Linked DNA regions of Mus musculus: all the other regions are linked to region 3. The links are chromatin contacts, called in public HiCAR-type and HiChIP or PLAC-seq maps. All regions are on one chromosome and are shown on one strand. Each heading gives the region's core, a stretch centred on a gene start, on an enhancer-like site or on the middle of the called end of the contact. The rest is flanking DNA. Distances are from core to core; before and after follow the strand shown. Region 1 holds the start of Hsph1 (heat shock 105kDa/110kDa protein 1). Region 2 has its middle 3.1 kb from the start of Gm36405. Region 3 holds the start of 2310047D07Rik (a long non-coding RNA gene). Region 4 holds the start of Wdr95 (WD40 repeat domain 95).

Region 1 (2,717 bases), core at 48-2,547, 410 kb after region 3:
TGGGGGCAAGAAGGACTGGCAGCCTTCCTACTAATTGCCGAATCACAGAGCACCATGGCTTTGTGAGAGAGGGAGCCCATGCTTAGAAAGTAAGTTCCTAGCAAGGCTTTCTTCCTCCTATTCACTCATAAATGTTCCTCTAATAAGGTCGGAATGATTTTACCTTTGGGTTCGATGTTTAACATTTATTATCTTGGACTTTGCACATGGGGGGAAAAAGCCCTATAATGATTGCCTTAAAAAGCATACAGCTGTTGTCGGTGAAGGCACACGCAGGTCTAACTGCCTCTAATATGTAACCTTCAGAAACTAACCCCCTCAAAAAGTTGCTTTTTACCATGCTTCCGTTTACCCACCCACGTTGCTGCAGAATATTTAATTCCGAAGCAAAAAAATCCATCTTCCCCACTGAATTTTTTGCACAGCAGTGTGTTAAGCAACAACAATGTTAAATTTGTACTGCTTACTCTAAATGGTGTTAAAATAAACGAACTCTGGGTCTGGAAACTCTCACGGACGTTTTTCACAATGAGCTTTAAAAAGGACGCTTCCAAAAGGCGATTGGGGCACTAGGGCAATATTAACAAATCAGGAGTAGATGAGACGCAGAGACGGAGGATTCCTCCACCATAGCGTGTTTCTGTGGTCGCTAACAACAGTCCGCTCGCTCCCTAGGCAAGCAGCGGCGCACAGGCTCTGGAACCTTCTAGGTCATTTGGAGATTCACCATGCGGAGGAAAAGGCTCTGTTGCCCAGGCTCTGCCGAGATCCTAGCTGAGGTGGGAGCCGGTGCCAGCTTGAAGAAGCTGAGTGGGGAGTCGGGGGCGAGCCTGGAAGGCCAGCGGGACCAGGTGGTCGCGGGGTGTCACGGTTCCCGGAATCCCCGGACCCACCATCTCCCTCGGGAAGCAGCGAGCTCCAGCCCTCCCCGGCCACCCAGGCTCCTACTTACGGGGTGCAGCGGTCGCTGAACTCGTTGGCGATGGTCTCGATGCCCCCGGCCCGCGCCACCGCAATGTAGCAGCTCTGTGAGCCTACGTCTAGCCCAACCACCGACATGGCTGGCCCGGTCCGCCTCCGCCTCGGGTCCGCTGCGTGCTCGTCCTGCTCCCGACCAGTCGGGAAGATGCCTCCGGCTTACCCTGCAAGACTGCGCTCAGTCTCTGCCACCGCTCTCCGCCGCCCGCCTCTCTCACGCAGCCGCCGCCGCTCAGCTACCAATCCAAAAGGGGAGGTCCCAATCGCTCAGCCTTATGTAGCCTACTGAGGAGAACTTTCCAGAATCTGCAGCATTTTACTCACCGGCGCCTCCACGTGCCACTTCCGCTTCCTTCTTCTCGAGCCTTCGAGAAAGATTCTACCCAATGGACTGCTGGTCCCTCCGCGGGCGGCCTGAGTTGCCATGGTGACAGGGCAGCTGCTCGGGCGCCATTGGCTAAAACTGACCGAGCTTGCCCGGCCTCCATCCCGCCCTCCCCAGCCTGAGGGGCAGTTTTCGTTCCAGTTGACTCCAGTGAATAACCGGTCGGGAACTTCTGTCGCTTAAGTGGTGACTCCGGTGGCAGTGTCCGGCTCCCGACGCCGAAAAACTATTGAAAGGACGGAGAAAGAACACACTACTCCGGGACCCCAGGCCTCTCCGGTCACGAACTTGCTGTTGGCAGAGAGCATGTCGGGAAGCGTAGTCTGGCCGGGAGACCCTAGCGCCTTGCATGCTGGGAAACGCAGTCCAGTGGTGAGGCCTCGGTGCTTTGCATGCTAGGATATGTAGTCCAGCCCGTGGTGCGTGCCACGATCCTGCTTTGTCTTAAGGGCTCAGTAAAAAGAGGCCCAGCTGGCTGCTGCCGATTCGCGCTCTTTCTCTGGTGTATGCTTTGTTCTGTGTTCCGTTCTTGCTTGTTTTTTCAACAGCTAATGGATTGCGATTTAGGGGCGTCAGGATAAGCCGCAAACGCGGTTTATATTTTGTAGACATTTGTCCGCTGGCAAGATTGTTGCAGAATAAAACACAGAAGGGTTTTCTTCTTCTTCTTCTTCTTCTTCTTCTTCTTCTTCTTCTTCTTCTTCTTCTTCTTCTTCTTCTTCTTCTTCTTCTTCTTCTTCTTAAATGAAAACTTTTGATTGCTATGCAATTTGGGAAGCTGCTGGTGTTTTGCCGACAGGGTTTTGCATATTTTGGATACTAGTTTAAGCCGACTTTGTTTAACCCTGCCACTCCTAACCATAAGGTTATGATTTAATGTAATGGCTAATAATATGGTTTAATAAATGGGTGTATGGTTTATTCCTTGTTTAATCTAACCTTTCATTTTCTTTCCTTGGAAAGTAAGCTTAGGTTCCATGAAGAGAAAGCAGAGGTGGATGCTGCTGGCTCCTGCTTTCAATTCTTATGTACCGTTAAAAAAAACGTCAAAGTTTGCCTGAAAACCCCGTGTGTACCCTCTAGAATATGGAAATATGCACAATTAAAACGTGCGCTGCTAAATAAGTGTGTAATTGAATGAAGAGTTGGGGCCCAGGGTTAAAAACTAACTCCTGAAGTATGCCTCTTCCCGTAGGACAAGTGGGGTTGCTTAAATGGGAGCTTTCTATACAAATTGCAGAGTAAGTTTTATTCGTGGTGATTGATCGGCTTGCCACTTAAGTTATTTCACCTGCTAGCATAACTATTTAAAATGGGAGAAGAACCAACGCTATCCCAGAGCAGCTGCGTTTTT
Region 2 (3,084 bases), core at 134-2,633, 420 kb before region 3:
GCACCTGACTTCCCTGGCCAGTGGCTGGAAGCTGCCTGTCCGGGTGCCCTCAGTTCATCCTTGGGCTTAAAAGTCGGCTGCATGGCTGAGCCCAAGGTCAGAAAAGGAGGGGCTCTTAGGCTCCAGGATACATCAAATAAGGATACATTAAATAAGAATACATTTAATAAGGATACATTTAATAAAAATACCTTAAGTAAGGCTTTGACTCCTGAACTAATAGGATGGGGAATTTGGGGAGGGAGCCATGCTACAGGAATTTGAAGGTTACAACTCTCTGGAGTACCAGCCTAGGGGGAGGAATTCTTTTGCAATCAGAGGCTTGGGGGGGGGGGGTACCCTTTGTATCAAACTGATGTGCCAGCCGTTCATTGCTTGGCTGATATTCATTTCTGCAGAATTGTAAAATAGAGACTGTTTTTGTGTTCCTACTCTCTCAAATTTATTATTACAGAGTGAGGGGTCTTGTTTCTCACACTAAAGATGCTGAAGCAAGAGGGTCTTGAAATTGGGACCAGCCTGGGCTACAAAAAGAGATGCCCACGCCCCCAGGGATGAGAAAGCACAGAGGGTGGGAGTCAGTAAAAACAGCCCAGGGGCAAAAAGAATGCTACCCTAGGCCAGGCTGACTCCAAGATTAGATTGGCTCAGGTGGGGCAGGTCGGGCAGGGCGAGGCCGGGCAGTTGTGGAAGCTGGATGACCCTTCCAGGGAAGCAATTCTGAGCTGCTCCTAAGCCACTCGGATAACCACCCAGAAAGCACGAGTCTTAGAGCATCCACAGCAGACCATCCAGGCCACCAGTCCAACAAAATCACAGGCGGGGTTGGTCCGAAGCTGGGCAAGCATTGCAACCCAACAGTCCTTGAGAAGGCTGCTGCAGAACAGGCCACGGAGGGCCAGGAGGCAAGCCAACCCACAGGTTCAGTGTCCAGTGACAACGTACATGGCCCACGTTGGAGGGCAGCACGGAGGAAGTGACGCTGTGACTTCAAGACCCTTGAGATGGATCAGATCTTTTGGTGTGAAGGAGGGCTGAGGGGGGCAGAGACAAAGGAAGGTACCCAGAGCTGCACCCCTGTGACCCTCTGTCCTCAGACAGGCACTCTGCTCATCCTAGATGGGGGAGGATCCTCCTGATACCCTCCGCGAGGGACTGAGGCTGCCTGCTTCCAGGGAGACGCTGCTGCCAGTTCCAGGTAGCCTCCCTCGGTCTGCCACACGCCTCCGGAGAGCAAGCGGACGCCCTAGAATCACACGAGATCAGATGTTGGGAGTGACCTTCGGAGAAGAGCCACCCAAGATGACTTAAGAGACCTGAGAGGCTCTGGATTGGACCATTTCCCCCTAAGCCCTACAGTATAAACTCTTGGCCTCTAGGTGGCGCTGTTGGTTGGACTGAAAACTTCAAGAGCTGGATTCAAGTGGGGATTAGGTCGTTAGAGGTGAACCTTTCTTTAATGGTAGTTATAGGACCTCGTCTCCTCTTCTCTCCCCTCTCCCTCTCCCCACCCTCTTTTCCTCTCTCTCCTTCCTGGCTTATGACTTACATTTTGTTTTGCTACATGCCGCTGACATGCTACACTGTGCTCTCCAGCTCCTGGTCTTACACACGAATCTCCAGAACCATAAGCCAAAATAACCCTTTCTCTTTCTAAGTTAGGAGCCTCAGGTCTTCCATCATAGCAATATAAAGCCTACAAATACAAGACTCACTAAATCAGCATTGACTGGGTAACCTTTGAGTCAGAGGACCAACCCTGTTGTTGCTGGACTCTATCTACTGAAGCCCGGGACACCTGTAACCTCCAAGGGATGTGGGCTCTAGCTAGCTCCCTGTAGGCAAGCCTCCTGCCTTCCCTCCCCTCCACAGCCTTCTGTGCTCAGCGAAACCTCATCTCCTCACTCATCCATCTCTCCCGCTGTGACACCAATTCATCTCACGAAGGTGCCAGGTAGCTGGCTCCAAAGTCTCCCTTCAACTTCATTAAAAAGTAATTAAATTTTTAAAAGCCGTTGTTCAGTTGTGGAAGGGCTGACCTGGTTAGGAGATGTCGAGCCAGCAAATGACAGCTATGTCAACCGGCTCTCTTCCTTCTTTTCCCCAGACCCCTCCCTCCGTAAAGCAACCACAAACCCAGATGGCATTTTCACACAGCGTCCACCAGATCAGGACCCGTGCCAAACACTGGATATGCCGGCTCCTGACGTCTCCTCTAAAGACCCTGGGAAGTGGGTAAATACCCTGACAGCCTTTTTTTTTTTTTTTTTAGAAGTAACAGGCTTCGGAATTTTAGTGAGTTGGTAAAATATCTTCTAGAAACTTCATCTGCTAATTCCAGCCCTACAAGCCAGAGAAACTTCCCTCACCTCAGGCCTCTGGACAGTCTAGGACATGTGCTCCCAATCCCCCTCCTGAGCTGCCACTGCCCCCGCCCCGCCCCACCCCTGGCACACAGAGAAACCAAAGCCTTATTCAGCAACAAGGCAAAGTGGACATAAGTCCAAGCCACTTCCAGACCCTCAGATGCTGTGTTTTCCCTGTCTCTGCCCCAGCCAGGGGATGGCAGAAGCTGGGACAGCAGTGAATGAATCCTGTGAGGACCTTGAGGGCCACCACTTTGTAGGAGACAATGTGAAGGCCAGAAAGAGAAGCAGAAGTTCCGACTGTATCCCACAACGAAGCTGTTTGCCTTGTTTGATTCCCAAGGGCCCTCAGGCCTCATGTTTGTTTTTGATCTGTCCTTCTCACCAAAAGATGTCCGAGCGTGTTTGACTCTGGGATAAGATAAACACAGGGTTAGGGTTTTACTGCTGTGAACAGACACCATGACCAAGGCTACTCTTACAAGGACAACATTTAATTGAGGCTGGCTTTCAGGTTCAGAGATTCAGTCCATTATTATCAAGGCAGGAACATGGCAGCATCCAGGCGGGCATGGTGCAGGAACTGCTGAGAGTTCTACATCTTCTTCTGAAGGCTGCTAGAAGAATATTGGCTTCCAGGCAGCTAGGGTGAGGGTCTTAAAGCTCACACCCACAGTGACACACCTACTCCAATAGGACCATACCTTCTAATAGTGCC
Region 3 (2,840 bases), core at 131-2,630:
TCCACATGCATGTGGTTGCATGTACATACATATGTGTCAATAAAAATGCAATAAAATTAGACATTATATTTAAAAACTAAAACTGCATTTGACTAAATTCACTGACATCCAGTCTTTCTTGGTCACGGCAGCGCACACCTATAATCCCAGCACTCAGAAGGCTGAGGCAGCCGGGCCATGAGTTCTAGGCCAGTAAGGCCCTGTTCCTGCTGTTTCTGTTTAGTGCTAGGATAGAGCTCGGGGCTAGATGCACGCACAGTACCGTCTCCACCCCATGTTAATCAAGGGCCTGGCGTTACTCTGACACTCATCCCTCAGTTGTCCTAGTCACATTTCAAGTACTCAGAAGCCAGATGTGGCTAGCAGTGAGAGCTCTTGCAGTGTAGCTCGGGAGTGTTTACGTCAACATAGGACAGTGGGTCTCACTCTTCCTAATGCTGTGACCCTTTAATACAGTTCTTCATGGGGACCACCAACCATGAAATTATTTCATTCATAGTTGTCATTTTGCTCCTGTTATGAATCATTATTAATATCTTTAATGCAGAATTCCTAATATACGATCCTAGTGGGGTCGTGACCCACAGGTTGTGAACCACTCTGTAGACTCCCGTTCTCTGTATTCTATAGGAGTGGGTGTAGATCCCAGACACAAAACCCTCACGTCACAACTTCCTGTCTTTATGGAAAGTCTTTTGTGAAAAAAACATAAAACGTCCTCTGTGACAAGAATTCTCTATGTACCCCTGGCTGTCCTGGAATTCACCATGATTTATTTGCCTTACTGCCTTCTGGGTTCTGGGATTAAAGGCATCACCGCCACTCCTGGCTCTCTTTTAAAACTTTTAAACACGAACTTATACAATTTCTGATAAAGTTAAATGTGATGGGGGAAATTGACAGCAGTCTAAGATTAAATATAATGTAGTTAGATTCAAACCCATTGCCCAAGTCTGGGAGCCACTTAGCTAAAGTCAGCGTGGCCTGCTGTCCCCAAACTCTCTGCCCACAATGTTATCTGTTGCTCATCCATTTGGAAGTAGACTGTATTAGTAGGGTCCGCGGGTCGTTTTTTGTTTTTTTTTTTTTTGTTGTTGTTGCTGTTGTTTTTATTTTTTATTTTTTGTTATTATTATTTTTTTTTTCTGAGCCACACAAATGGTGCTGTTTCTGGGTGGTCCCGGTTGCCGGTTTCCAGTGCAAAAAACACCTAGCTGTTCCTGAGCAGAATTGGACCAAACTCAAAAAGCAGACTTACATGTACCCTCTTGAAAATTAGTGGAAGCAGCAGGCCCGCTTGTAGCTTGAGCCCTAGAAAGCTATCAAACAGATTGGGCGTCCCAGGATGGCAGAAAACATTTCTAAAAATGTTTTTTGCTAAAAGGAACGCTGCCGTCCCTGGGTGGGCTCGAACCACCAACCTTTCGGTTAACAGCCGAACGCGCTAACCGATTGCGCCACAGAGACACAGCTGCCTGAGCGGCCGTGCGCTTTGTACACATTGCCGCGGCCAGCATGGGCGTCGCCGCCTCGGACTCCCGGGAGGCGCCAGGCCCTGCTGAGCCCTGCGGGCTGAGACTGCGCGAGGGCGGGGAGGGGCGGAGCCGCCGAGCCCAGCAAATCCTCCGCAGAGCAGGGCGGCGCCGGGTGAGGCTCCGGGAATCTGCGTGGGCTCCGAGCCAGGGCGCCCTGCCCTTGTTCAAGGTTGTTACCGCCCCTCCCCTTTGAGTGTTCTCGTCGCCTCCCGCTTATCGAGGTTGATAAACTGTGGATCTCTGTGTGGGCCATGGGAATTTTATACTTTATACGTTTAAAAACCTACCGCGCCGCCCCTCCCCCGTCACCTCCTGGGAATAAATTCACACCCCTTTAGCGGACTGGAGCCTCCTTCGAGCACTCATGGCTTAGGGGGACTGCAGAATCGGATTTATGGCGATTAAAACGCTCTTTTAAAATAGCCAGTGACGTCTAGGCCTTCCCCTGACTTCTGAATTTAACTCACTGACTTGGGGTTGCCTTGGGAGGGTTGGGGTAGGTAGCATTGTGCCCACTCAGAGGAGGGGGAGGGGGAGGGAGAGAGGGGGAGGGGGAGGGAGAGAGAGGGAGGGGCAGAAGGGAAGGGAAGGAGGAAGAGAGAAGGGAGGGGGAGAAAGGATAATTCTTTGATAAACCTGCCAGAGCCCCTGTCAGACCTCTCCTTCCCCCATCACCCCAAAGACCGGGAGGGGAGGAGGGGGCAACTTCACAGACCTCAGGTCCCGCTCTTCAAGCTTCCATACCCTTCCTCCTTTTAAAAAAAATTAATTATTTCATATATTTACATCCCAAATACTGTCCCCGTTCCCGCCCTCCCCCCTTTCTCTTGCTCCTCCTCTCTTTGGCTCTTCCTACTTAGCTATTGCTACTCTCTTGGTATAAATTGAGCCATATTTCAAAGACTTATTTTAATCATGTATCTGGGTGTTGGCGTGTATCCTGAGTTCAGCGCCCTCGGGGTCAAACGGGGCGTCGCATTCTCCTGGAGCCTGCGTTGGAGGCGATTGTGAGGCTCTCAAGGCGGGTGCTGGGAACTGAGCGCGGGTCCTGTGCAAGAGAGGAGCTCTCAACCACCTATCCATCGCTCCAGCTCCATTTTAACCCCTTTAAAGCTTACGGTTCAAACGGAATTAAGTGCACTTATATGTTACCAATACTCCCATCTATTAAACAACTCCCACCTCCCCTTTCTTTTTCTAATAAGCCTCATTCTCTCTTCTATCTTTACTAATTTAATTATTCTTAAGTAACTCCCCTAGGTGGAATTACCCAGTCTTTGCCCATTTGTGACTGGCTGGTCTCAG
Region 4 (2,926 bases), core at 364-2,863, 300 kb after region 3:
TGGTTTCATTCATTCACTGTGTTTCACGGACTTTGACGTCCCAGAACGGAATGATCATCATTGTCTCTATAAAGACCTCAAACCAAGATACGATTTAGTGAGAAAGGGGACACAGCTGAGAGAGACCATGTCTGAAAACTAGGACTTGTATACATCCTCCATTAAATCTAAATTAAAATTAAGGTAGATTTTTTTTCCATCCATCTTGGGCATTTCCAAACTGACTTAGAGGTCTGGGGTGTACCTCAGTGGTAGAGTGCTTACCTAACATTTATAAGGTCCTGGGTTCAGCGTCAGAATTCTGTCTAAACTCCACCCCACAGTTACCTGGCAACAGGCAGGTAGGCCTGACCCACTATAAAAGGGGCTGCTTGCCCACTCCTCTCCCTCTTGTTCTCTTGCTCTCTTGTTCCCACTCTGTCCCCTCGCCTCTTCCCCGCCCCCCTCCACGTGCTCATGGCTGGCCTCTACTCCTCTACTTCTCTACTCTCCCTCTCTCTGCCTTTCTCTGCCTCCACTGCCCTCTTAACTCCCCTCCCCATGCCCTGAATAAACTCTATTCTATACTATACTATACTATACTATACTATACTATACTATACTATACCTGTGGCTGGTCCCTCATGGGGAAGGGATGCCTCGGCATGGGCCCGCTGAGACATTCCCTTCTCCCACACCTCACCACACCTCATAGCACATATCTCCTATTTATTTATTTATTTATTTATTTATTTATTTATTTATTTATTTTAAACACATCATTCAGGACTGAAGGAAGAAAGACAAAACTCATGGAAATGATTTTAAGTGATTCTTAATAATTCATATTTAAAATTACAACATTTCTGCTTCTTAGACTTCAACTACAGTTTCATCTGGTACTAAGGTCACCTGCCCAGAGACCTGGTGTGAAGCGAAGCGGTAGGCAAGACAGAGAAGCCCTGTTCTGAGCTGGCTGTCCTCCCGCTTAAGGAGCAGCTGTCTTAGTGGCCTCCCAAGCACCAACGCCAGGGCACCCGCGCCAGCTGCCACACTGGAGCTGCCGGAGTTCCACACCAGTAGAGTTTTATGTAAGGGCTTCAAAGCTACAGCAGCCACCGCAGTAGCTCTGACCTGGCCTTTCATGTCTCAGTCCAGACAAACGCGTGATTGAAGAAAGGATTCATCCAAGCCCGTGTCACATTGGCCATCTGGAAACCCGCCAGCCGCTCATTTAGCAAATTACTTTGTTTAAAGGCAGCTCTGTGTTCCAGCGTTTGTGCTACCAGGATGGGTCTCATAATTCCTCCGCCTTGGTTTATCCGCTCGGCTCCTCTCGATCTGCCTAGCAACTTAAAAGACTGTTAATGCGTGACAAGGCACTTGACCCGCATGATTTTCGAGCGGAGGGAGAGCATTCGTCTTGTGCTGGCTTGTCCTCTCCTCCAAAGCAAGGGCACGACGCCCCGCGCTCTCTGTCTTAATGAAGCCTGCCTTTATTAAGAAGCCCATTAAGCTCCACAGGGCCCAGCCATCCAGCACTGTAAATATTACCCCATAGAAATTCACATAGGGCCCTGGCGCGGGGTGGGGGATGGGGAGTACGGTAAGCGCTCACCCATTCTGCCAGTCTGGAGGAGACCTCAGCTCTCTGTTGATGGAAGGCTGTTGCTGTTTGACAGGCTGATGCCTCTTTGTTTGGAAAGATGAGTTAGAATCGTTAGCAGGTAATGTCACAAGGCCCCTGGGGTGGTTTGAATAAAAGAGTTGGAAGCAACCTGACTACAGAATAGCAATGAGTTCTCAGGTGTCTGATCTGGATTTTCTTCTTCCAAAAGAGGAAAGAAAGAGGAAAAAGGAGCCCACAGAGGCTGAGATGGTTTCTTATCAGGATGTTGCGGGTCACTTTGTCCTGATATGGTTTATCATCTGTCATTGACCAGGGCAAATGATCTTGGTGACTGTTGTTTCCATAAATTGCTCATCTGGGGTCGTGGTATTCTTAAGTCTGGAAGCTAGAAGCTCAAATCAGTGAGTGGATCAAAGACATATCGTGTGTTCAGTATCTAGCTAGGCCCTTTAAGGGGGCGGGGGGGGGGGGAGGATCACACAATAAATGTGCTTTGGGAAGTTTTTTTTTTTTTTTTTAAAGTGTGTCTATTTAGTGACTAGTAAAGACTCGGACTGGGTGTCAAATGTTGATGTGATTTGGGCCAAGGTTGCCTTAGTCCTCTCTTGGAATTATTTTTAGAGGTAACTGAATTAGTGATGACATATAGTAAGAACTCAACCGTGCTACTTGATATGTTTTGTAAAGCGCGGTATGCTTCACTGGGAGGGGGTGTCTTAGTGGGTGCCCCCTGTCCCCAGGTACCAGTCATACAACACGGGTCTAGTATAAAATGTTCACTTGAGGCATGGGAAGGGGGTTGAGAAAGGAGTTGAAGTAGAGAAAAAGAAGGGACAGAAAAAGATGGGGAGAGGGAGGGTGGGGGGGTCAGAGAAAGAGAGAGAGAGAGAAAGGGGTCAGAGAGAGTGAAGAGAGGCCAAACAGTTCTTTTTATAGCAACCCAGGCTCCCACCTGGCTGTTGCTAGGTAACTAACTGTTGGGAGGAACCTAGAAGGAATGCTAACGTGCTAACACTAATAACACCAGGTATGGGATAGCTATCCTCGGTATTGGCACCGCTAAAGTAGTCACTGGACTGGATCGAGGGAAGAGAGCTTTATGAGCCAACTCCATACATGTACCAACTCCAGGTAGGGAGAGGGCGGCCTGTGAATGGCACTGCATAAACCGGGCACAGCCTTGGTGGGCAGGGAAAGAAGTGGGTAGGTAGCTAGGTGGACTGGAAGGAAGCTCGAGTTCAGAGCACAGGAGTGGAGATGATGAACGAATGAGGGGCTGTGTTGGTGGAGGCTTGAAGGCTAAGGGGTCTCAACATG

Evidence for each region. HiChIP or PLAC-seq counts read pairs in DNA pulled down with a chosen protein or histone mark. HiCAR-type assays count read pairs that join an accessible place to other places.
Region 1: a contact with region 3 is called in a HiCAR-type map of astrocytes, with 2.4 times the contacts expected there. The contact joins the promoter of Hsph1 here to the promoter of 2310047D07Rik in region 3. A contact is called at or near these places in 1 of 39 promoter capture datasets (the 3T3-L1 cell line), 4 of 484 Hi-C or Micro-C datasets (cerebral cortex and embryonic stem cells) and 1 of 115 datasets of contacts at active chromatin or transcription factors (astrocytes).
Region 2: a RAD21 HiChIP or PLAC-seq map of pro-B cells shows a contact between it and region 3, with 4 times the contacts expected there. The contact joins the enhancer-like site here to the promoter of 2310047D07Rik in region 3. A contact is called at or near these places in 2 of 15 datasets of contacts at CTCF or cohesin (large pre-B cells and pro-B cells), 1 of 484 Hi-C or Micro-C datasets (the 63-12 cell line) and 3 of 115 datasets of contacts at active chromatin or transcription factors (astrocytes, embryonic limb bud and pancreatic cancer cells).
Region 4: an H3K4me3 HiChIP or PLAC-seq map of forebrain shows a contact between it and region 3, with 4 times the contacts expected there. The contact joins the promoter of Wdr95 here to the promoter of 2310047D07Rik in region 3. A contact is called at or near these places in 3 of 39 promoter capture datasets (3T3-L1-derived adipocytes, hippocampal neurons and pre-B cells), 1 of 15 datasets of contacts at CTCF or cohesin (the NIH/3T3 cell line), 6 of 484 Hi-C or Micro-C datasets (B cells, the HPC-7 cell line, cerebral cortex and 3 more), 6 of 115 datasets of contacts at active chromatin or transcription factors (cardiomyocytes, effector CD8 T cells, embryonic midbrain and 3 more) and 1 of 9 other capture datasets (pancreatic islet).

What each region holds. Positions count from the first base shown.
Region 1 is chr5:149,635,018-149,637,734 of GRCm38.p6, forward strand. Hsph1 (heat shock 105kDa/110kDa protein 1) reads right to left here and starts at 1,298. Exons shown (of 18, transcript NM_013559.2): 1 at 953-1,298. The coding sequence starts at 1,059.
Region 2 is chr5:148,810,873-148,813,956 of GRCm38.p6, forward strand. No RefSeq gene overlaps it. Among named protein-coding and RNA genes, the nearest start is that of Gm36405, 3.1 kb to the left of the region's middle. Within about 2 kb of position 1,384, at least 10 of the 459 cell types and tissues checked have an H3K27ac peak or open chromatin away from gene starts, as enhancers often do. A contact at or near this core is called in pro-B cells, where this site is marked.
Region 3 is chr5:149,227,608-149,230,447 of GRCm38.p6, forward strand. 2310047D07Rik (a long non-coding RNA gene) reads left to right here and starts at 1,381. Exons shown (of 2, transcript XR_003956021.1): 1 at 1,381-1,704. n-TNgtt14 (a tRNA gene) reads right to left here and starts at 1,467; the gene lies at 1,394-1,467.
Region 4 is chr5:149,527,066-149,529,991 of GRCm38.p6, forward strand. It overlaps Wdr95 (WD40 repeat domain 95), which reads left to right and starts at 1,614. Exons shown (of 23, transcript NM_029440.3): 1 at 1,614-1,706. All of the region lies in intron 1 of Gm15997 (predicted gene 15997), which reads right to left.